Linked DNA regions of Mus musculus: region 2 is linked to region 1. The links are chromatin contacts, called in public HiChIP or PLAC-seq maps. All regions are on one chromosome and are shown on one strand. Each heading gives the region's core, a stretch centred on a gene start, on an enhancer-like site or on the middle of the called end of the contact. The rest is flanking DNA. Distances are from core to core; before and after follow the strand shown.

What was found. HiChIP or PLAC-seq counts read pairs in DNA pulled down with a chosen protein or histone mark.
Region 2: an H3K4me3 HiChIP or PLAC-seq map of forebrain shows a contact between it and region 1, with 3 times the contacts expected there. The contact joins two enhancer-like sites. A contact is called at or near these places in 4 of 39 promoter capture datasets (cranial neural crest, frontonasal cranial neural crest, hippocampal neurons and 1 more) and 4 of 115 datasets of contacts at active chromatin or transcription factors (craniofacial prominence, embryonic hindbrain, embryonic limb bud and 1 more).

The regions. Positions count from the first base shown.
Region 1 is chr9:40,986,350-40,993,383 of GRCm38.p6, forward strand. Crtam (cytotoxic and regulatory T cell molecule) reads right to left here. Exons shown (of 10, transcript NM_001281954.1): 3 at 6,213-6,365; 4 at 3,796-3,939; 5 at 1,432-1,593. Among named protein-coding and RNA genes, the nearest start is that of Crtam, 15 kb to the right of the region's middle. Within about 2 kb of position 3,747, at least 27 of the 459 cell types and tissues checked have an H3K27ac peak or open chromatin away from gene starts, as enhancers often do. A contact at or near this core is called in forebrain, where this site is marked.
Region 2 is chr9:41,581,912-41,588,945 of GRCm38.p6, forward strand. The region is part of intron 4 of Mir100hg (Mir100 Mirlet7a-2 Mir125b-1 cluster host gene); the gene reads left to right. Mir125b-1 (microRNA 125b-1) reads left to right here and starts at 15; the gene lies at 15-91. Within about 2 kb of position 4,555, at least 67 of the 459 cell types and tissues checked have an H3K27ac peak or open chromatin away from gene starts, as enhancers often do. A contact at or near this core is called in forebrain, where this site is marked.

The sequences.
Region 1 (7,034 bases), core at 2,497-4,996:
CCAGTGACTGAGGAAGACATGTCAGCCTCTGGTCACACACACATTCACCTACACCTGGAGTGGCACATCATGCATACACCCACATGAACACATACATACACACACACACACACACACACACACACACACACACACACACACACACACACACAGAGTATGGGAGCTGCTTATATTGAAAACATTTGAGAACCGTGACTCAGTGCTGTAAAACCCCACTCCCACATTAGTGATTTAATATTTAAAAAATAAATACAAAATGAATTTTTCTCATTAACATGGTCGTAACATGGTTACTTTTCATAAAATCATCATGCAATGTTTGTTTATATATAGTAGACTTACTATTTTAAAATAACTTGACCGTGTATTTTACATTTCTCAGTTTTAATTACTAACATGTAAATATTAGCAGAGTCAATTCAAATGGGACTAAATGTTCCTCATTTGGAATTCTGAACAGATGAAACAAATTGGTCCCTAGACAACATAATCCTTGCTCTGGTCTAGAAACATTGCATATTCCTAAGACTGACCTATGTTCTCTGCATCCCACCAAGAGGATGGTGCAGGTGAAAGGGCTCAGAATGCTTACCTGCAAATATGCTTTAAAGCAGTCTCAGCTATTAAGCGTGTTTTAAACTGACTGGGTGAACAAGAAATTTGTGCTACCTTGTAGGGGTGGGTCTGATGCTAAGGTCCTGTTCCCCAATTGGTTCTTGATCTATCAGTAAAGATGCCATGGGCCAATTGCCGGGTGGAAGGAAAAGGTGGGACTGCTGGGTCCCCACAGGCAAGGGGCAGATGCAGGAGAAAGAAGAGGTAGTTTGTCATGCTTAAGAGAGGAAAAACACAAAAGCTACATGCAACATTATCTGTGTGGCTCATCAAAGGAAAAAGACAATAGACAAATAGGAGCCACCAATGGCTGACACTAACGGGCCACTTTGGATATTTCCTGGAGATCTGACATGGTTAGAGTCCATATGTAGCTGTAATGGCTAACGTCTTTTCGACACACTTGGGAAGAGGGGACGGCAAGTGGAGAATCCCTCCCTTCAGATCGGCCTTCGGTGGTATCTGTGGGGCATTGTCTTGATTGATGACTGACATGGGAAGGCTTAACCAGGGGTTGAGTTGTGCCACCCCTTGGCAGGTGGTTCCTGGTTCTATCAGAAAGCAGGCTGTACAAGCCATGAGGAACAAGTCAGTGAGCAGCACTCCTCTGTAACTTCTCTTCAGTCCCTGCCTTCGTGTTCCTGCCCTGAGTTCCCTGGAACTCTGGTGACCCGAGAGAGGTATGATTAAATTAACCCTTTCCTCCTTTAAGTTGCCTTCAGGCAGTGTCTTATCACAGCAACATGGAAGCAAACTAGGACAATATTGCAATATTGCACTAAACTAAAGACAGCTAAACATAACTGCTCTTCTTACCCAAATCTTCAAACTGGAAGGGGGCAACCAGCTTTCTCCCGTGCAAGCCCTCGTGCTGGATAATGCAGTGCACGGTTGAGTTTTTGCCGTATGCGCGGGCGATGAGCATGCTGCTGGTGTTACATATTTTCCCATCAGCTTCAAATTCATGGTTGAGTTCACCTACACAGCAATTTCAAGAGACAGGAAAGGTTATGGCTATGGAACTCTGTTGGACCATTCTGCACGCAGAACCGCAGTCTCACACTCAAGTCAGCTGCCTTGGGTGGGTTGGGCGTGGCCACAAGGACAAGCAGCAGTGGATCAAGGAGCCTGGGCAGATTTCTACAAACACTTTGCTATGGTGGGGGAATGATCCAAGCTTGCAGTGGTTGCACAGGAAGGGTAACATTGTCACAAAACACAAAGCCCCACGAGCCTATGAAGGTTACATTAATGTATGAAGGAGTTTCATAATGAAGTAGGTTTCTGCCAGACTGGAAGACAGATCTGAGCCTTAAGGCTTTTCTGCTTACCACTCTGTTTCATGCCCAGTCTTCTTGGCAGTGCACAGCCCCTCAGAGCATTAAAGGGCAGAGATAATTTGTACAGCTAGCAAAGGCAACATGTACTGAAACGGCAGCAAACACTGTGGAAATGCTTCCCTCCAAATCACAATTAGTTTTCTGTTGCCAGCAAAGATACTTATTTTTATAGTATGAAAAACATTTTTAATGCGGGGTTCAGGAAGTAGTTCAAACTGGCCTGGGACTCATGATGTAGCTCAGCCTGGCCTCAAACACACGACCCTCTTGCCCCACCCCACCTTCCAGACATTGGGACTGCATGTATAACCCACCACGCATGCGTCTCAGAACGTCTTCATCTGTCTCTGTGTGTTCAATAGTGTCACATATATAAGGAAGGCTTTGTGTGTTTAATTACGGACACTTCCTGACTTAGGCCTCAACTAGGACTTCTTACCCGTAAAATGTATAAAGGCACACACGTGCCCACTCGTAGGCACAGGCAATGGTTCTTTGTTCTAACTGCCTTCAGCACAGAATTGGATACAATGCATGCATTGCTGGAAAACGTGCTGTGGAATATGCTGTGTAACAGAAGATGTTGCTGCTGGAGGGATAACAATGTAAGTGTTCAACGTGTGTCGGAGGTTGATTAAGTTGTTTGGTGAATTGGAGCATTAAGAAAATTTTCATGAAAAATACTTCAGTTTATTGTAGTTTCTTGGGATACCGCCACCTGGTAAGCAGACTACCTCTTGCACACATTCAATGTTACACATGTTTCTAATTTTATAACTTTGTTTCCAAGTTTATGCTCAGCATTACACTTACTTCAGGGAATTTTGTCAGTTTTTTTAAAAAAGTATTACAAATAACTCATTTTATATTTCTATCTTAATTTTTAAAAGTGTGATTTGAGATAGCCTTTTAAAAATTATTAGATATTTTCTTCATTTACATTTCAAATGCTAGCCCAAAAGTCCCCTATACCCTCTCCCCACCCTGCTCCCCAATCTACCCACTCCTGCTTCCTGGCCCTGGCATTTCCCTGTACTGGGGCATATGATCTTCGTAAGACCAAGGGCTTCTATTCCTATTGATGGCTGACTAGGCCATCCTCTGCTACATATGCAACTAGAGACACAGCTCTGGGGGCGGGGGGGATACTGGTTAGTTTGTATTGTTGATCCTCCTATAGGGTTGCAGACCCCTTTAGCTCCTTGGGTACTTTCTCTAGTTCCTTTATTAGGGGCCCTGTGTTCCATCCAATAGATGACTGTAAACATCCACTTCTGTATTTGCCAGGCACTGGCATAGCCTCTCAAGAGACAGCTATATCAGTGAGGTAACCCAATCACAAAAGAACACACATGATATGCACTCACTGATAAGAGATATTAACCCAAAAACTTAGACTATCCAAGATAAAATTTGCAAAACACATGAAACTCAAGAAGAAGGAAGACAAAAGTGTGGATACTTCTTTCCTTCTTAGAATGGGGAACAAAATACTCATGGAGGGAGTTACAGAGACAAAGTTTGGAGCTGAGACGGAAGAAAGGACCATCCAGAGACTACCCCACCTGGGGATCCATCCCATATCCAACTACCAAACCCAGACACTATTGCATATGCCAGCAAGATTTAGCTGACAGGACCCTGATATAGCTATCTCTTGAGAGATAGCCTTTTAACATTAGATGAAATATTAGTTATTATAATGCTAATTTCTCTGGAGCAGAACTGATAGAATGATGTCTTTAGACAGTGTGTGCCACCAGAGGGCACCATAATACTTTAAAAAGCTCTTGGAGGACAGAAGGAAAGGAAACAAAGAACCTTCTTTCTGTGCACTTACCATAGATCTCCAGACCTTCCCCCAGCAGCCAGGTGATTTGTGGCGGGGGCTTGCTTCTCTCTGTGGAACATTTCAGCACAACCGATTTCTCTCCATTCTGCCTTCTGAGAACCAAAGCTTCCACGGTTGGCTGGAAAGGAGTCACTAGAAGAAAATGAATTTTTCTGTGCTAAACTAGTTGTAGGTGTGCATGTGTGCACAGACATGTAGATACCAGATATAGGTTTCAGGCATACTCTTTGCCTGCTATCTATCATTGGATCTGGAGTTCATGGATCCAGCTAGGCTGGCTGGCTAATGAGCCATAGGGACATACATGCCCCTATATCAGTGATGGAGCTAAAGATGCCTGTGCCCAGCCTTAATGTGGGCATCCTAACTCAGTTTGTCAGGCCTGCGTGATAATCACTTTCCTGAATGAGGCAGCTTCCTGTCCACCTGGCCTGTGTATGTTGAGAAAAGAACATCACCTATAAATCTTAGGGATTGCTATAAGATAATTCTTTAATTACAGGTCATATTTCTTGCTTAATTTTTCCCAGAATCCATTTGTGTTGTTCTTTCAAAGAACCAAGTTGGCTAAAGTCAGGATGTGTGTTACTGAATATGGGATGAGTTCCTTAGAATTTCCAAAGAGACTTTGTTAGAACAGCAGTCTGGATGTGATGTCGCATTATGTTTGGCTGCTAGCACATTAGGGAGAGACCTGACTTTTAGTCTCGCCTCTGTCACCAGCTGGAGAAACTTAGACAAATCCTCCGACTTCTTGGTACATCGGCTGTAACACAAAAGGTTGGCTTTTCAGCTCTAAACTTTTGTAAGTTTATGCAAATAAGGGCAAAGTGCATATCTTAGGCCCTTCCTCACACCCAAAGAACATTTCTATTCTCAAGGACCCTCTGGCCATTTCTCTTTGTACTTCCTCCCCAGAAATCATTTTCAGCTGGGCATACTTCCTTTTTCCAATTCTACTTTTGTTTTCATGGAGAACCGCACTTGTGGGCATTTACTGGATCCATGCAGACACAGGGGAAGAACTGGCTGAGCTAGGCAGGCTCAGGATTACTTGTTGACACCACAGAGATGGGAAAGAGAGACCTCTCAAGGAGCGGAATAGTCTGGCTTTGGGTTTAGATCCTATGCTTTTAGTTAGAACGGCAGTTCTCAACCTATGGGTCACGACCCGTTTAGGGGTTGAACAACCCTTTCTCAGAGGTCAGTTGTCTAAGACCGTCAGAAAACACAGATATACACACGATGTTTCATAACAGCAAAGTTACAGTTATGAAGTAGCAACGAAAATAATTTAGTGGTTGGGGGTCATCACAATGTGAGGAACTGTATTAAAGCCTTAGGGATGGATGCTGAGCACTGCTGGGTTAGAGGAGCCTGCAGTGGGACTCAGAGCGATGGCTCAGGGTAGAACATGTGTTCACCATGCCCAAAGCTCTGGGTTCAATCCTTAGTAACATCACAAGAAAGGCAGAAATGATCCTGTGCCTAGCGTTATGATAGGGGAGCGTGTACGGCGTTACAGCAGCCCAGAAGCTGTCTTAACCAGGATGGCTAGGCATGTTGCCCAGTGGTAGAAATAAGCAGCTGGCAAACTCCTTAAGGGCAGAGAGCATGCCTGTGTCTTTGATTCTCTAGAGTCTCATATGGTGACTGGCACATAATCACAACCTATAAAACACGAATATTACTTCTGTTTAGTTTCCTGAAAACAAACAAAACCTAGTTGGTGCCCCAGGCAAGTGTATTAATTTACTTTTGAATCTAGAGCTTCACACACACACACACACACACACACACACACACACGCACGCACTCAGGTCTCTTTAATTTTCTTTCAATAAAAGATGGCAGACATGCCCTCAGACGCTCCTGTTACAGGTAAAACTTTTTACATTAAAATACCAAGTTTAAAAATGGTACTTCGTGGAGTTGGGAGGGGTGGCTCAGTGGGTAAGAGAGAGTCTGGGACCTGTGTTTGGTTTGTAGCACCCATGTTGGGTGGATCACAATCACCCGACAGCTCCCTGGGAGCTGTTTGGTTGTTTGGGCTTCTTCCGGCTTGTCTGGGCACCTACACTTTATCCTCACATAGACACAGACACATACTTAAAAATAAATCTTATTAGCGATTCATTGTAACTTCAAAGTGGGCTGGGGGAAGTGTCTCAACACAGCCAAGTTCATGCTACCGAGTCTAAGTTCAATCCCCAAGATAAATATGGCAGGAGGAAGGACTGGATTCCTGCAAGTTGTCTTCTGACTTGGGTGTGAGCCCCATGGCAATGCTAATCCTCGAATAAGCTTTTTAAAATAAAAGTAAGTAAATAAATAGATAGATAAATAAATAAAATGGTTCATTTTGTCCATCATGTCCCTGGGGAGTTACCCTGCTGGGAACATACCTAACACGGTCACTCTCACTTGCTTCGTCTTCACAGAACTCCCGTAGTGCAAGCATGTATACACACCTTCCTCTCGGAGAGTTACATTGGACACACTAATGGAGAGTTGTGTAGCTGAATGGTGAAGAAGCTGGTATTTGGAGCTTTTTAAAGCTGTACAAGAGGCAAAGAGAAGTTGTTATGAGGAAAACTCGCTCACAGGAGAACCTGCCCCTGCCTCCCAGTGCCCAGATGAAAAGGATGTGCCCCAACGCCTGGGTTCCACTGCTTTCCTGAGTGCCCTGCTGTGATTTGCTTCTTTGAAACCTGATGTGCCTGTGGTTTGTCTTGAAACGACAAATGTCAGCAGTAGAAGAGAAATTCACCAGCTGAGTGCCTTCAATTTTTAATTTTAAAAAATGTTTGTTACTATTTGAGGAGTCCTGCGGATTTTGGCAGAGTCCTTCGAGGGATTTGGCCAGTAGTACAAAAAAGCCAGCTCAGACAGCACTAACCCAGCATGGAGGGTTCCTCTTCATCTTATTTGACCAACTGACCTGGGAATTTCACATGAAGTAAAAGATTCCAGGGCAAAGCTCTGGAAACAGTGAGTTTGTTGATTTACCTTTTCATCTGTTAAAGGTGCATAATTTGCACAGCGTAAACAGAGTTAAACCTGGGCTGGGTTAAAGCCTGAGGATGCCTGTGTCTCTAGGGACCTGATGCCTCTTGAGCTAGCACTCCGGGTTTGCAGCCTCATCTTGGCTGACACTGGAACCAAGAGTTCTTTGCTATGGGGCTTCAGCAAGAGGCAGATGCTTAGTGCATGCTTGGTGACTACCT
Region 2 (7,034 bases), core at 3,305-5,804, 600 kb after region 1:
TGAAGGAATCGTGTTGCGCTCCCCTCAGTCCCTGAGACCCTAACTTGTGATGTTTACCGTTTAAATCCACGGGTTAGGCTCTTGGGAGCTGCGGGTCGTGCCTTTGCATCGCTGAAGGAACTTTTTGTCTTTTAAGGAAGAGAGAGACAGAGAGACAGAGAGACACAGAGAGAGAGAGAGAGAGAGAGAGAGAGAGAGAGAGAGAGAGAGAGAGAGAGAGAGAGAGAGAGAGAGAGAGAAAAGTTTGTCAGAAGTGATGGTAATACACCCTTGAGGCTTCCATTGTTAGATGGGATCAGGTGACCCGAGTGGCAGCTCCTGGCTTCTGTAAAAGTAGGCATAGTATGTTAGCATCCTGTGTTGGCTGCTATGGACGCCTGTGTATATATATGGCTGATACCGAGGCTGGCGGATCTATTCCTTGAGAGCAACACACAGTACTATCGGAGCGTAATACCAACAGCTCAGTACCTGGTGCTTGGCCTCAGAACATCTCAGCTGAAGTCCCAGCATGCCCCATGCCTCCAACTTTTAAGCTCAACAGTTAATCTCAAAATTGTGCCCAATTAAAATGGGCATGGGAATGTATTCTATCTGCATTGTCTACGTGTGTTCTGTTACCAGACAGAGGTTTCACTGACGGAGGTATTCATACACCTCTAGTCTGGACGAAATGAAGAGGTTAAATATTCAACTCTTGTATTCAATACAAAGGAAGGGAATTAAGAGATCAGGCAAGATAAAATACGTGTTACTTTGAAAGATTTTGTGAGAACAAAAATGGAAGAAAGAATTCTCCCTCCTTGGTTTGGTACTCTAAAAATGTTATACATGATGGACTTTAAAGTAAAGAACGATAGATATGGATTTTCTAAATATTATGGAGTGAAAGAAATAGCTGGGTGAATTTGGTATTGTTGCATTCTTTGTGGGGGGTCAATCAATGCTCATGGCTCTCTTTTAGAAATTAGAAAGATGGCTATCAAGGATGTTAATTCTACCTGACAAAGTTATTGGTAATATCAAACCCCATTTCAAAATAATCCCCTCTCGAGGCGATTGTGAGCATTTCCTACTTTGTAGTTTTCTGAGATTGTAACTTTCCATGGCAGGGGGAGTCCCACACCTCAGTTCCACCTCACACTGGGAGAGAAGGACGAGGTGCTTTACCTTGTCTTTGTTATAGAAAATTCTGGGTGTGTGGTTTCCTTTAAACCGTTTTACTCTCCTCAGCCCAACCTTTCTCTTCATTTTTGGAAAAAATACCTAAATCAACCCAGACCCCCAATGCTTTCTTCTTGGAAAGATTTTGGAATAGCCTCATTGTGCACACGGAGTGGAAGGTGAAGGAAACTGTTTGCGATTTCTTTTTTTTTTTTTAAGCATTTATCGCAATTTGACTCATTTTAATCCAAACTGCAGTCAAGAAAGCATTTTGTATCAGAACGCTGAACTGAGAAGTGTGTAACAACTGTGCTGTGTCTTTTGTTGAAACCTCCTGTGCGGCTGTAATTTAACTATTACTTGGCAGCATTTGGTGGAATGTGCTTCAAAGCTTACAGTTCTGTAAGTGATTGCCCGTGAGTTTATATAAAATAATTAACGATTCCCCACCCCATTTCAGCCAATGCGTATGTATAGCTATGTAGAAATTATGGCAGTACAACAGTTTAACTCATGGGCAATATATATACTCACATCATACATGCAAAAGACCGGCAGACATTTGGTGCTTTTGAAGGCAAGATATGTACGCAGCCTATCTGATAGAAAACGGGTGCATGATCAATAAAGCTATGATAGCTGTAATTTCTCTGTGATTTCAAATGATCGGAAGACATAACTAATAGCAAATGTTTCGGTTTGTACTCTGGGGCACTTCTCTTTTCCCCAGGCTTTCTAGTGGATTCCTCCCACTCTCAGACTAAAGCAGGGTGCTCAGGCATTCAGCAGGGCGTGTGACACACAGGTTTTTATATTTTAGCAGGCAACTGCTTCATTGCAAGGGCAGGTTTCTCAACAGCCCCTCTTCCTCATGGAGCCCATCAGTGAAGTTCAGTGAAATGAATAACATAATTGGTGGTTGGTTCAATCACTACCAGTCTAGACTAGCCCAGACGCATCAATTAGTGGGGACTGTCTTTTTAGAGGGAGAGTGTAACCGAAACAAGCAGGCTATTATTGATACTGATCTTTAAAAGCGCAAATCCAGCCTGGCAGATAAAAAAAAAAAATAAGGCTGGGAGCTGCAGTGGGGGTGCACTGGGGGAAGAAAAGAGACAGGGAACTGGAGCTCAGGGCGCAGGAGGACAGGAAGCTGGAGAGAAAGGGGGGGATAATGAGTGGAACGCTCTCCTGTGCCTCCTAGGAGCACAGTTAGAATTCAGTTCACAGGGCTCAGTGGCTCACCATTTTTTACCTAGCTGAAACACACAGACACAGACACACACACAAAACCACCTCCTTTTTAAAAAGTCTTGCTTTTTTTTTTTTTTTTTTTTGGTCTGTTCAAAATCAATGCAGTTGAAATTTAACAGCTTAAGCAAGCCCACTGATAACAAGAGGAACCAGCTGAAACCCGTTTTGCAATATCTTGCCCCTCAAAGAAAAATACAGAAAATGCTTAATTTTCAAATCTCTAATTGCTCGCTTCCTTCCTTCCTTCCTTCCTTCCTTCTTTCCTTCCTTTCTACCTTCTTTTTTCTTTCTTTCTTTCTTTCTTTTTTCTTTCTTTCTTCTTTCTTTCTTTCTTCCTTTCTTTCTTTCTTTCTTTCTTTCTTTCTTTCTTTCTTTCTTTCTTTCTTCTTTCTTTCTTCCTTTCTTCTTTAAGGAGGCATGCTAGAGAAACAGTAACTCATTTTAAAATCTGGCACCTGGAATGAAATTTATGGGCAAAAACACCTTTATACAAAAAGTTTATGGCTTCCCACAGAACGCAGTGAGATTAGAATTGAGCGACTGTAACAAAGGGTGATTTGGTGATTTTGTAGGGTTTTTCTGTTTTTTTTTTCTTTTTTTTTTTTTCTGGAGGGGAAAACAGATGATTTAGAAAGTGTTAGGAACATATCAAGCCCCAGGGAAAGAAAAACGTTTGATTGGTATTAATTAAAACACTGCTAATATATTCTAATAAAATCAGATTTAACATTCTAAACTAATCCGCCTAGCATGTCAAAGGCAAAGAAAAGTATTATCTATCTTATTTGCATCTGGGCAACTCGAATGCATTTGCTCATTCGGCAGAATTAATTTCTATCACCAGTCTATTTAATCTCCTCACAGATTTAAGCAAACTTATTCTTTCAGGCTAAAAGGGCCCAGGGTGGGGAAACCATGGACGGTATTTGGAAGAGCAGTGACTGTATTTGGGGCCCATTTTCTGGCTGACCATAGTCTTTTCTCTTCATTCGTTATAATGGGATGTGGAGAACGGCAGAGATTGCAGAGTGATAAACGGCTCAGGGAGTCTTTTTTTTTTTTCTTCTTCCTCCTTTCTCTCCTTATATTATACCTGGTGGCTTATTTAAAAAATTTGGTTGCTAAATTTTAACAATGGCATTTATTTAGTGCTGCCAACCTGTTCATGAACATCTAATTTTTGTTTTCTAATTTCAGAACCTATATCATCACAGATTTCTAATGGAAAATAAATAGATAGATAGATAAACAAATAAAGGTACTTATACCAAAAACCCATTATTTTTCTTAGCTATTTTCTTTTAAGCTTCAGTCCTAAGGGTCAGTGAGGAAATATAAAATTTCAATCACCAAGAACTGAGTTCTTTGTTCTGTTTTTAAGTCAAATATCTCTTTGGGAGAATTCCATATTTTCATGGAGCATGGAGTTTCAGCTCTTTATTGCTAAGCTCTCCCGACTGATAACATCATCCTCAGATGGTATTATGGCCAAAATATTTTGCCTGAATATTAGTCTCCTGAACCTGATAGCCCATGCAAATATGAACCTAACACACACACACACACACAAAGATGAATGGGCCGGAAATGCTGAGGCCCGTATGGGTGTGTTTCTATAAGGAGGGAGTCTGCAGGCTGTGGGGAGGTAGACTGCCTGCAGTCTGCATCACGGAGGTGGCTGCAGAGATCTTTCTCCATTGCCTTTTCAAGTCTTCAAGGTAAAAGAGCAACTGCAGTTTGGTTTCACTTGTATTGTTCCATAATCCAGGCAATAAATGCTAATTAGTAATGCTCAAGGATCCGACCATTCAGAGTAATTATCATAATTTACTTCTTCCTTGTTAAAGACATTCCTTGCTGATTTTAAAAAAAAAAATCAAGTCATTCTGTCCCCCATTACATTACAGTGAGTATTCACTAGAGAGATGTTCAAGGTCCACTCAGAGCCTCATGGCTGCATTTGAAGTCACCCGACATGTGCCTTGGCTTATTCCAAGTGGAGCCACAACTTAATTTCAAAAGCAGAATTCATGTAAATGCATCGAATTCTGCACATGCACCAGGAATGTATGATTTTTATTTTACAAACCCCAAAGGCTCCTCCTTCCGGGCCCACCCCTTTTTTCTGAAACCACTTATGAGCAGAACAAAGGAATGTACTAACTGTGGAGGCAGCATTACATGTGAGCAGTCACTGCACTGTGAAGTGTGCGCTACGACAACATATTTCATCGTACAGAAGTGCGGATAATTAAATAATGCCACAGCAACCCTGACTCATTAGCAGAAAGATCTTTAAGGAGGAATCAAGAAGATGGATCCAATCAACTTGGAGAGTACTCTTCCTTCTCTGAGATCTCAAATATATTTTAGTTGGTTGGTGATTGATTCATGCAGGGCTCGAGGACAAAAGCCAGTTTCTCAAAGCCGAATGCGGATCTTTTTTAGACGAACAAACTGTATGTCTTAGATGAGTTGGATTTAACATAAGGCTTAATGTTTGGAGTCAAAGGTAGAGCGTGCCACCTTGATGCTCATTTCCCCTTTTATCCATAGATCTAAGAAATGCCCAACCCTTAACCTTTCAGTTGGCTTCCTCAACATGCATGTAGCCTCTCCTACATTTTCTAATGACGGATGTTCAAGTTCCTTATTGCTTGAACCAAGTAAGTATCATCGTCACAGAAATAAGCAACTGTACTCAGTGTCTTCCAGGGTCTCCCCCTACTCCATTTCCTTTGTCTAGGTGCTATTCTCAGTTTTCAGTGTCCATTGGTCCTTTAAGGGGGAGCTCCAGGTTTAACTTGAGGGCTATAAGCATTGGAAGAATAATTCCCATTGGATACTGTACAGAGAAGCCACCTGCAAAATGTTGACGCTGTTATTGAAGTCTCAAGTGGAGTCAGCTTTCAAAAAATTAGATATTAGATACATCCGGCATAATTTGCAATCTGTAATTATACTAATGTGCATATAGCTGTGCTTTGCTTTATCTGTAGCCTACTTGAGTGTGTCCCCATCACCCCCCATCCTCGGGCATGTCTCATGCTTGGAATTGCTTGGGAGGAGAGTGCTTTGTAAGTCAGCTTAGGGTTTTTTTTTTAATTCCTTGTTAATTAATACAAGAATAAAAGGACTTTGCTTCATGTGTGCTTCCATGAGAATGAAAGTGGAAAACCTAGATGTTGCAAACTCTTGATCTTTCAAAGGCTCCTCACTGGAGAAAATTTGAATTCTTTGCAAAATATTTGCAGTTCTTTGTGAGTTTGGTCTTCATCCTGGCTGTGGATAACTCGGAAGCACAGAGAACAACAGAAAAGTACATATTACACATAAGGAATCCATTTCCTTTGTTGGAATCAGAGACATGGCATTTGCCAGAGATGATGATTTTTAATCTAATAAAAGCAATCAAACCATTAACAATAATAAACAATTTTCTGTTTTTCCCCTCCATTTTGCATGTCACGAGATGAGTAACTGAGACTCTTATCCACTAACTTCAGTTCCCTTTTGGGGCCTCAACACGATTCCAGAGATCTACTGATGGCTCCACTGGGGAGCCCCCTCCAGCGAGCTGCCCCCCCCCCCCAAGATCTACCTATTAAGAAAAAGCCCAGGCAGATCACAGTGAGTTGGCTGGTCAGCCTGCTACTTGCCATTTGCCATGTATGCAGTAGGTGGTGAGCTTGTCGAGACAAGCTTAGAGAATTGTTACAGAGTAAGACTATGTGAGGCCCTAAGTTTTTGCTTCTTCATTCAAATTACAAAAAGGATCTCAAGAGAACTTTGCATTGAATAGATGATGCTACTCCACTGCTCTTGCAATTAGGTAGGTATAGAACCCAAAGAACAAAGCTGTAAAATTTTTAACTCTCGACAAACATGTGGAATCTGACCTTTCTCCTACTGTCCACTTCATATTCATTCCTTAAAATTCCTTTTAATAGTGTTTATAATATACATAGCATATAAAAGCCTGTTTTGCATGGGTTGGCTATATAAAACATCAAAGCCATATATAGCTTGTTTCTTTTTTTTTTTTTTTTTCAATCTTCTCACATATTCTTGGGCTTTCCATTAGTCACTACCTTTATGAATCATAGCAGTATTATAGGCACTGTCTTTTCTTAATGCAATACCATGCTAATTTATTCACGAATGAGTCGTACATGCATGCCAAAGCTTAACATCCCCAATATCACTGTTTACAAAATGCATTGCCTGGGCATAGCATTTACCCTAAGTCATTCTACCAGTTAGATGTCTCCTCTAGAGAGTCAGCATCCTCAAATACTCCAAGTATTTAATACAGTATGTGCCGTGGTGTATCCCGTTCAGCGTGCCTAGCTCATTGATGCGTTTCCATTGTGTGAGTATAAAGGAGAAGTCGATGTCAAAGGCTTTAGTTAACTAAAAAACCACTTGCAAATCCATCTCATTCATAACTACTTCTGCAGAGTAAGAGAGAAGCGTTAATAGCTCTCTTCTCAAATATCCTTATCTGTGAAGTGAGTAAGTGGGTCAGGCTAGGTAGGGTCTCAGTGCTTACCCCCTCTCAGAATTACTGAAGCTATGTCATAGTATAGGGGGCAATAGGAGCAAGGCCAAAACCT